2 separate regions of the Mus musculus genome follow, and region 1 is linked to region 2. A link is a contact called in public HiChIP or PLAC-seq data. All regions are on one chromosome and are shown on one strand. Each heading gives the region's core, a stretch centred on a gene start, on an enhancer-like site or on the middle of the called end of the contact. The rest is flanking DNA. Distances are from core to core; before and after follow the strand shown.

Region 1 (4,104 bases), core at 38-2,537, 46 kb before region 2:
ACTCAGTCCTCAGGTTTAGAAATTTGTTTACTAACTGAATTATCTCACTGTTTGTGATTAAGCAAGCAACCGAAAGAACCTAGTGGGGAAACCCCCACTTAATTCCCATTCGTCGTGCACCCAAGAATCACGAACAGACGACCATCTTGATGTAAAAGCATGAGGAAGTTTAATGACGGAGCTCCGGGGCCGACACATATCTCCCGCAGGAGACAGAGGTGTCGACCACATGGTGGAGCTATAATGGCGAAGCTCCGGTTCGAAATGTATCTCACACAGGAGACAGTGGTTTCCACCACGAGGCTTGGAAGCTAGGGGTTTTATAGAAAAGGGGTGGGGCTGGGGGAGGAATTGGTGCGGTTTCACATGATTGGTCCATTTAAACATCAACAGACTGTCAGAAGGGCAGGAGATAGGGAGGCACTAGGCCAGTCAGGACGTGTAACGAGGGGCCTGCCCAGGCATGTCCTGGCCTGTTCTGCTATGTTCTCAGCCCCAGGTTTCAAAGCTCACAAACAACTCTTTGGGCTATTTGACATAAATTACATGAATCACGTGTCTCAAGTTTTATTTCCTTTCACAGCCAGCCCAGTTTGTCCTCACAAATTCTGACTTGCCTTCTGAGGTGGCAGCCGAAGTCCCTGTTTAGTTCCCGAGCCTGTGCTGTGCTGGTTTGGGGCCATCCCATGCATCTGTAGCTGTGGAGTGAACCTCAGACTCACTTACTCTGAGTATAAGTCTACACTCGTAATTAGGGAGGTGGGGCTCTGTCCTGACTCTCTCTACTGTGCCCTTCAATGCTTACTGTTCAGCCTGTGGGGTTTGTTTTCCTGGTTCTGTTGGTACAAAGGTGGGGTTTCAGTGGGATGGTGCTGCTCATCTGTAATCCCAGCACTTGGGAGGCAGAGAAAGGAGGATCTGGGGTTCAAGGCTAGTCTGGGATACTTTTGACTGTCTCAAAAAGCCAAATGTGTGTGTGTGTGTGTGTGTGTGTGTGTGTGTGTGTGTGTGTGTGTGTGTATGTCTGCTGGGGGTTGGGGTGTACAGTAAGGGTATAGACTTAGTTCTAGAACACTACCTTTGTTGACGTGGAGTGCTATTCTGGGATGCAGTTTACTTGTGCAGAGCTGATCAGGACAGCCTGAGGAAGCATAACTGGAATTCAGCCTTGTGTGCAGCTTCCCTGAGCTCTCTCCTTGCTAATCAGGTGTACTCTCTGATGTGACTAGCACTGTATACATGCCTTCAGTGGTGGTGCTAGGAGAGGAGCATTGTGGGACACGAACACATTGTGTAATGTGTAGTGTTGTCTACACCATTTTGTGTTCCCAACTGGTCACAACCATGCACCTGCCCAGGAGCGATCTCAGATCTTTGGATAAAAGACACACACCCACATTAGCTTATTTTTAAACTGGCTTACTGGGTCTGTGGCTGGGCTCTTCTAAGCCTTCGTGGCTAGCATGCCCTTACCTTCACTCCCAGCTCAACACCTCTAACTCTGCCCTTGGCTTAGTTGCTCACTTACCTTCTGTGAAGCCCGTTGGTCTTCTTGCCCAAGGTGCTTTCCCTTTCTACTTACATTTTGTAAGATCTCCCCTGTAGCTCCAAGTCTGTCCCATCTCTCTCCCCCAAGTACCTCTGTAAGACCCCGACCATTGGTCAATGGTGTCTACTTTGAGACGTGCCCCCCCCCCAAGACACCCAGATTGATGCAAAAGCAAGAGGTTTGTTTTCCAGCTTGTAGGAGTCAAGCTTCAATTAGTCCCTCAAGGTGAGTGACTAGAAGATGACCCTGAATGGCTATTACATCAGCAAGGTTGCAGTTCAAACATATTGGCTATGCACATTGACCTTTAAATCTATTGTCCAGCAAGCGTGACACACATTTGAACTCTACTTGGGACTTTCCAGAGGGTCAGGTAACTTATCAGTCAGGACATTCTAATAATTTTTCTAAGAATGTTCCTGTGGGTGGAGAATGTAACTTGGCCTAGCCTTGACCCCAGATGGGAGAGGGAAGCTGTAAGGAGGGTGTGGGACTGGAAAAAGCCCTTAGGGTCCCTCACTTCCATTCTCTTCCTCTTTCCTAGCCTATGGGAACCTGGAAGTCCCACCTCGAGTTCTTTCTGTCCAACTATTGACTGTTGACATCTTTATTGATAGATCAAAAGCCAGTTGGTGGTAAGGACCTTCTGTGCCAGTAAACACAGATTTCCTAACAGAGCATCAGAAGTAGCCCCCTACACCACACTCACCACACAGGGAACATGCAACTGGAACCCAGTTAAATATCATGTGATGAGTGATGACTTTCAGGTTGCTCCCAGTGCTTCCCTGAAATCTAGATTCAGGGAGCAAACTGCCTACTTTTCAGGGTGTTATAGGTTGATTTTGTGTGTGTGTGTGTGTGTGTGTGTGTGTGTGTGTGTGTGTGAGTTTGTGTGTGCTGTTTGCTTTTTGATGGCTTGTCTGTAGCTCAAACCTAAGTTCAGAAACTGGACTGCTAATATTTCCCAAACCTCTCTCTCCAACTTGGACATCTTTCAGTTGATCACACAGGAAACTGGAGAACCATTCTTTTTAAAGATTTATTTATGTATTCATGTGTGTGTACATGTGCGTGTGCATCTACAAGCATGTGTAGGGCTACCCACAAAGGCCAGAAAAGATTGTTGGATCCCTTGGTTACAGGACGTTGTCAACTGCCCAAGTTTGTTTTGGGATCCAGGTTGTCAAAAGAATAACAGGTGCTCTTAACTGCGGAGCCATCCTTTGACCTCTGCAGAATCAGTCTTCAGTCACCTTCTCACAATGCCCCACCAAATCCATCTTTGGATTCTGTTGGCTCCTACTCTGCCTTCTAATAAATTCTGAGTATACCACATCTTGCCAGTCAGTCTTTGTCACAGCCAGCATGGTGCCTTAGGTTGTGGTCATCTCCCAGCCGGCCCCTAGCCTGCCCGGATTCCTTCAGTCTCTTTGATATACAAGGAGAAGAAGCAGATGGTTGTGTTAGAAGCTGGCCAGCATCATTTCTTTCTTCAAAGGCCTGCTAGCTTCTCACCCACACAGAGGCGCAGGCCAAATGTCATTTTATCTACCTTGGGTCCCTAGCTCCTTCCCTGCACCTCCTCTCCTACAGTTACAGTGTCTTCTTTTTCAAGCACCCCAGACTCATTTTCCTCAGGGGCCTGTGTCCAAAGCCCCATGTGGCATCTCCGGGGCTCTCTCCCTTGTTCCCACTTCCCAGACTCTTTTCCTTCCTTCTTTCCGAGGCTGTGGCTACTCAGCATACTGTTATCTGGACCACACTCAGACCATCGGCATCGCATCTGGGGCTTCCGGATCTTAGTGTTCCATCAGAAAAGCGTCTGGATTAACACTTTATATAATCCACGTACTTTTGTTTACTTTGTAACCACTCCCAAACAGTGAACAAATCATTACCAGGCAATGTGGAGGCCACAAAGTACATGAGATTAAATTTGTAGTTTTTTTTTGTTTGGGTTTTGGTTTGAGACAGGGTCTCACTCCATAGCCCTGACTGGACTAGAACTCACTACTATGCAGACTAGCCTCTAACTCAAAGAGATCTGCCTGCCTCTGCTGTGATAAAAGGTGTGCTCTTGTGCCATCTCTCCCATGGCTGTGGATCCTCTTCTCTTCTCTTCTCTTCTCTTCTCTTCTCTTCTCTTCTCTTCTCTTCTCTTCTCTTCTCTTCTCTTCTCTTCTCTTCTCTTCTCTTCTCTTCTCTTCTCCCCTCCCCTCCCCTCCCCTCCTCTCCTCCTCCTCTCCTCTCCTCTCCTCTCCTCCTCTCTTCTCCTCTCCTTTCCTCTTCAATTCTCCTCTCCTCCCCTCCCCTCCCCTCTTTTCTTTTCTTTCTTTTCTTTTCTTTTCTTTTTTTTAACCTTTATGGTTCAATAGTGAACTTAGGTCTTTATCTCCTTAATTTCATGAAAATGAAATTTTTTAAAAAAGATTTATTTATTATTATACATAAGTACACTGTAGCTGTCTTCAGATGTACCACAAGAGTGCATCAGATCTCATTACAGGTGGTTGTGAGACACCATGTGGTTGCTGGGATTTGAACTCAGGACC
Region 2 (4,148 bases), core at 788-3,287:
AGGATAACAGGCATGCCCCTTGATATTAGTCTGTGTTTCTATTGGACATCTCTTGGAGTTCAGTCAGGTCTGGATAACAGTCTTATAAAAGCAGCTGTCTTTTTTTTTTTTTTTTTTTTTTTTTTTGGACTTACTGTGAGACCAGAGCTGTGCAGAGAAGACCTGGAATTTTTCTGTTTAATGTAGACAGTTTTTAATGCATTTCCCTTTGGGCCCAGGTCTACTTGACCCCATACACTGTAGTGATCTTAGACTGAACAGATGCTGACTCTGAGAAGCAGCATGAAGGAGCCGAAGTGCACAGGTAGTCAGCTGGGTACCCATCCCTTCTGAAGGCCGGAGGGTCACCTCCGTTTCCTCCTGAGACACTCACAATCCCTCCAGGCTGTAATGTAGCTGGTGCCTTCAGCACCACACAGACACAGTACGTGTGTGGGCACTGGCTTGGCAGAGCTAGTTTTGATGGTAGCAGAAGTGAGTGTGTAGTGTTCTAAGTGCCTAGCCCTAAAACACCCTGACCCTTCCAGGTGTATTCTACCGTACCTCCCCCACAGGGCTGGCCAGGATGTTTAAGGACAGTGCCTGGCACTTCGTTGGCACTCAGCATGTGCTGATTTTTCTTGTTCTAGAAGATTTTTGGTTCATGGGTAAACCAGCCAATAGAATCCAGTTCTTTTAGCTCCACTTGAATCTAGGCTCTGTCCAGAAAACACAAGATGCATCTCTGTTGGGCCCTGTCCAATCTTGTGAATCATACCAACTTTCAAGTTTGAGCTCAGAGAAGATTGGAATTTGAGGCCAAAGAAGGCAAAATATTTCCCTTTCCCATTCGTGTTAAGTTCTTCAGTGATGGGTAATGGAAACAGATGGCTGTGGGTTCAAACACAGGCTCTATCCCTACCTACCTGCCTGTTTGCATCACAGACGACTTTTGCAATGGGTAGATGGGCCAGAACCCCAGCTCCGAATGATGATGTTAGTTACGCAGCCAAGCACAGGCCACATCCTTACTTATTAGATGGGGAAATAATCTTCCTTTGCAGGGCTGTAAGGACTAGAGACTAATGCATGGAGATATAAACTGACTGCCTGGCAGCACAGGAGGGAAAGGTCTGCAGCCACTTTAACCAGAGCCCTTTAGGGTCTCGGCAGTTTAGGTGGCCAAGTGGTTCCACATTTGATTTATTATCTTTATCCCTCTCCGAGAGCCAAGTAGGTCCTGCCCAAAGGCCACAGCACGTAGAAGACAGGTTTGTTTCACAGCAGAGGTGCCAAGTAGCACCCAAACCCAGTCTCACCCGCCTTTCCACCACGAAGCCCTTGGCGCCAAACAGTGTTGCTTCAGCTGCTAGTACTTAATGTGCCTGTGCTTGGAACCATTTTCAGCTCCTGGGAGCAATATGGAGTGCTCCCTGCTCAGTCCCTTGCTTTCTCCGCGACTAGAACCTGTGTGCTTGAAGACTCCGGTCCAGTTTAACTCTCCTTCAAGGTTCACCAAGTTGTGGGCCCAGGGCCAGTGGAGTGAGGGTGGATGGTGGGGAGGAGAAGGAGGAATTTTGACAGGAAGGGGTCCAGAAGGGTCTTGGCTGACGCAGCATTAGCCATGCTCCGGACCCTAGGGTGGGAGAGGGAACAGGGAAGGTACTTGTGCCCGGGAAGGTTGCAAACTCCTTGAGGAAGAAGCTGAGCGCGGAGGAACTGGAAGGAAGGAGCCCTCTCGGTTCTCCTCAGGTGCGGGGGGCCTGCCTGGGTGCGGTCCCAGCCCGCAGGCTGGCAGGCGGAGGTGGTGCGCTGGAGGCACCCGGTGTTGGGGGCGTGGTGCTGCGGCCGGCCGGGGCGGCGGCGCGAGCTCCCGGGAAGTGGGCCCCCCGCCAAGCCCGGCGCCGTGGGCTCGGCCCTCCCTCTCGGCGCCCAGCGGGACCCTGCGCCTGTGTCGGGAGAGGCCGGCGTCCGGCAGATGCACGCGGGGCGGGGGCCGGGGGAGAGGCGGGGAGAGAGAACCCACAACAAAACTTGGCTCGCTGCGCCCACGGCTCGACTTGAATGACAGGAGCCGGCGCCCGCGGAGCGCAGCGGACACCCGCGAGCCTGTTCCGCCCACGGCGCGGCGCGCAGCGGCAGGTAGGACGCGGGCAGCCGGTGAGCCGAGGGACCACGGGCCACCGGCTGCGCCCGGGCAGCTCTCTCTGACATCCCGCCGTGCTCCCACTGCCACAGCCGCGATAGGGGAGGATCGCCGTATCCCACCCTGTCGGGCGGACCCCGCGCAAGGGGCACGGTTAGGCACACCTCCATATGGGGTGGCGGCCCCCCTGCGGGATCCGGAGCAAGGGGCAGGGGACCCTTTTTTTACTCGATATTCAGTCCCTGCCTTCGGGCTCCTCCCGCTGCGCACATCTGGAAAGAATCTGCGAGCGGATGGGGAGGGGAGGTGGAGGCACACGGGCGGGTGACAGGGACTGTGGGGGCAGGTGGAACTGGGAAGGGGCCTGAACCTCTGCACCGAGAACTGGGACCCAGGGCATCCTGCGTCTTTTCACGTCAGTTTGTCGGGGGCTTCACCGAGTCCAACACCGACCTCTTTACATACAGAAACAAGCACAGAAAGGCAGATATCAGTCCCCAGGGAGCCAGGGCAGGTGAGGCGCACAGTCAAGCAGCGGAACTTGGTTTCGGCAGTTTAGGTGCAGTCTAACTAACACAGGGCACTGCACTCCGACCATTCCGTCTAGGCAGCTGCTTCCAGCGGAACACAGAAAGGGACAGGGCAAGGAGCACGGTCGTCCCCAGGTTGTGTGGGTCTCAGAACCACTATCAGCCTGGTGCAGGGTGGGGGTTGGGGTGGACCGGGATGGGTGAGTTGGAATAGCTGACCTGCAGTCAGGTGGAAGAAGGGGGTGGGGTCGGCTTGGGATTCCAGTGCTGGGGCCCCGGGTTGGGAGGCAGCTGCTGCTGAAGAAGGCGTGCAGGGAGGGCTGTCGCCCAGGCTAGGATGCAGGTGTGCAAGAGGTGGCAGGAGGATGAGCATTAGCAGCCTGCATGTCTGCTGGGGGAGGTGCAACCGCGCTCTGCCTGGCACGAAGAGGCACCTGGTCTGCTGGGCAGACCCCTGGGTAGGCCTTTCCTTCTCCACCTCTCCCTTTTGCCCTGGAAAAGCCCAAATGACCAGATCCCGGGCTCACAGGGCGAACACCACTGGGAAGGGCCCGGGCTGCTCTGGAAAAAGTCATCAATGACTGGTCTGGGGCTTCTGCCCCCTTCCGTACACTCTCGGAGCCCTTGGCCCAGTCTTCGGTGTGTAAGGTAAGAAGTGTCAGATGTCAGAGTCAATGACCTGTGCACCATGAGAGCTACTCTTTGTCCCTTCCGTCTGAATCCTGGGTAGGAGGTGGCACCTGTAGGCTTGTTGGAGCCATACAAAGAGTGTTGATCATGACTTATTGGAACCCTGACGACCCTCTATCACTAACGTCCTGCCATGGTGGTTGATGCCCTCGGCAAGCTGTGCTTTCACAGCCAATTTCTATTCCCCGTTTACATGCTTCAACACACCTGCCTCTTTCCTGCCACTACTCCACACCTTGTCCATGGTTTCCACCCGCTTTGTTCACTTGGGGGAACTCCTACTCAGCCTTCAAGAGCAGCTTGGGGCTATGAGCAGAAGATAACCATTAGTCCTAGTCTTAACTTTAATTGATTAATTAATTAATCTATTTATTTATTTACTTATTGTGTGTGTGTGTGTTCATATGTGCACGCCACACAGCGTGTGTGGGAGTCAGAGGACAACTTGCCAGAATTGGTTGTCTCCTGCTCCTCCGTGGGTCCTGGGATTGAACTTCTGGTTATCAGGCTTGGAGGCAGGCCACTAACCATGACTGGCTGGGCCATCGTGCCCTTGCTTTCCTCCTTTTTAATTGTGTGTTTGTGTGTGCAGGTGCTGGCAAGGGCCAGTGGCATCAGATCCCCCAGAGCTGGGGTTACAGGTGGTTGTGAGTCATCCCAGAGAGTGCTGGGCTCAGTCTTCTGTGAGCAGAGCACTGCTCTTAACAGGTGGGCCATCTCTCCTGTTCCTGACACACACATACACTCTCTCTCTCTCTCTCTCTCTCTCTCTCTCTCTCTCTCAACACAGTTATAAAACAGTT

The links. HiChIP or PLAC-seq counts read pairs in DNA pulled down with a chosen protein or histone mark.
Region 1: a contact with region 2 is called in an H3K27ac HiChIP or PLAC-seq map of embryonic stem cells, with 6 read pairs. The contact joins the enhancer-like site here to the promoter of Podn in region 2. A contact is called at or near these places in 1 of 39 promoter capture datasets (the 3T3-L1 cell line), 3 of 484 Hi-C or Micro-C datasets (cerebral cortex, cranial neural crest and liver), 3 of 115 datasets of contacts at active chromatin or transcription factors (embryonic stem cells and extraembryonic endoderm stem cells) and 3 of 9 other capture datasets (adipose tissue, liver and pancreatic islet).

The regions. Positions count from the first base shown.
Region 1 is chr4:108,075,509-108,079,612 of GRCm38.p6, reverse strand. The region is part of intron 10 of Scp2 (sterol carrier protein 2, liver); the gene reads left to right. Among named protein-coding and RNA genes, the nearest start is that of Mir6397, 9.8 kb to the left of the region's middle. Within about 2 kb of position 1,287, at least 23 of the 459 cell types and tissues checked have an H3K27ac peak or open chromatin away from gene starts, as enhancers often do. A contact at or near this core is called in embryonic stem cells and liver, where this site is marked.
Region 2 is chr4:108,029,843-108,033,990 of GRCm38.p6, reverse strand. It overlaps Podn (podocan), which reads left to right and starts at 2,037. Exons shown (of 13, transcript NM_172874.4): 1 at 2,037-2,121; 2 at 3,938-4,053.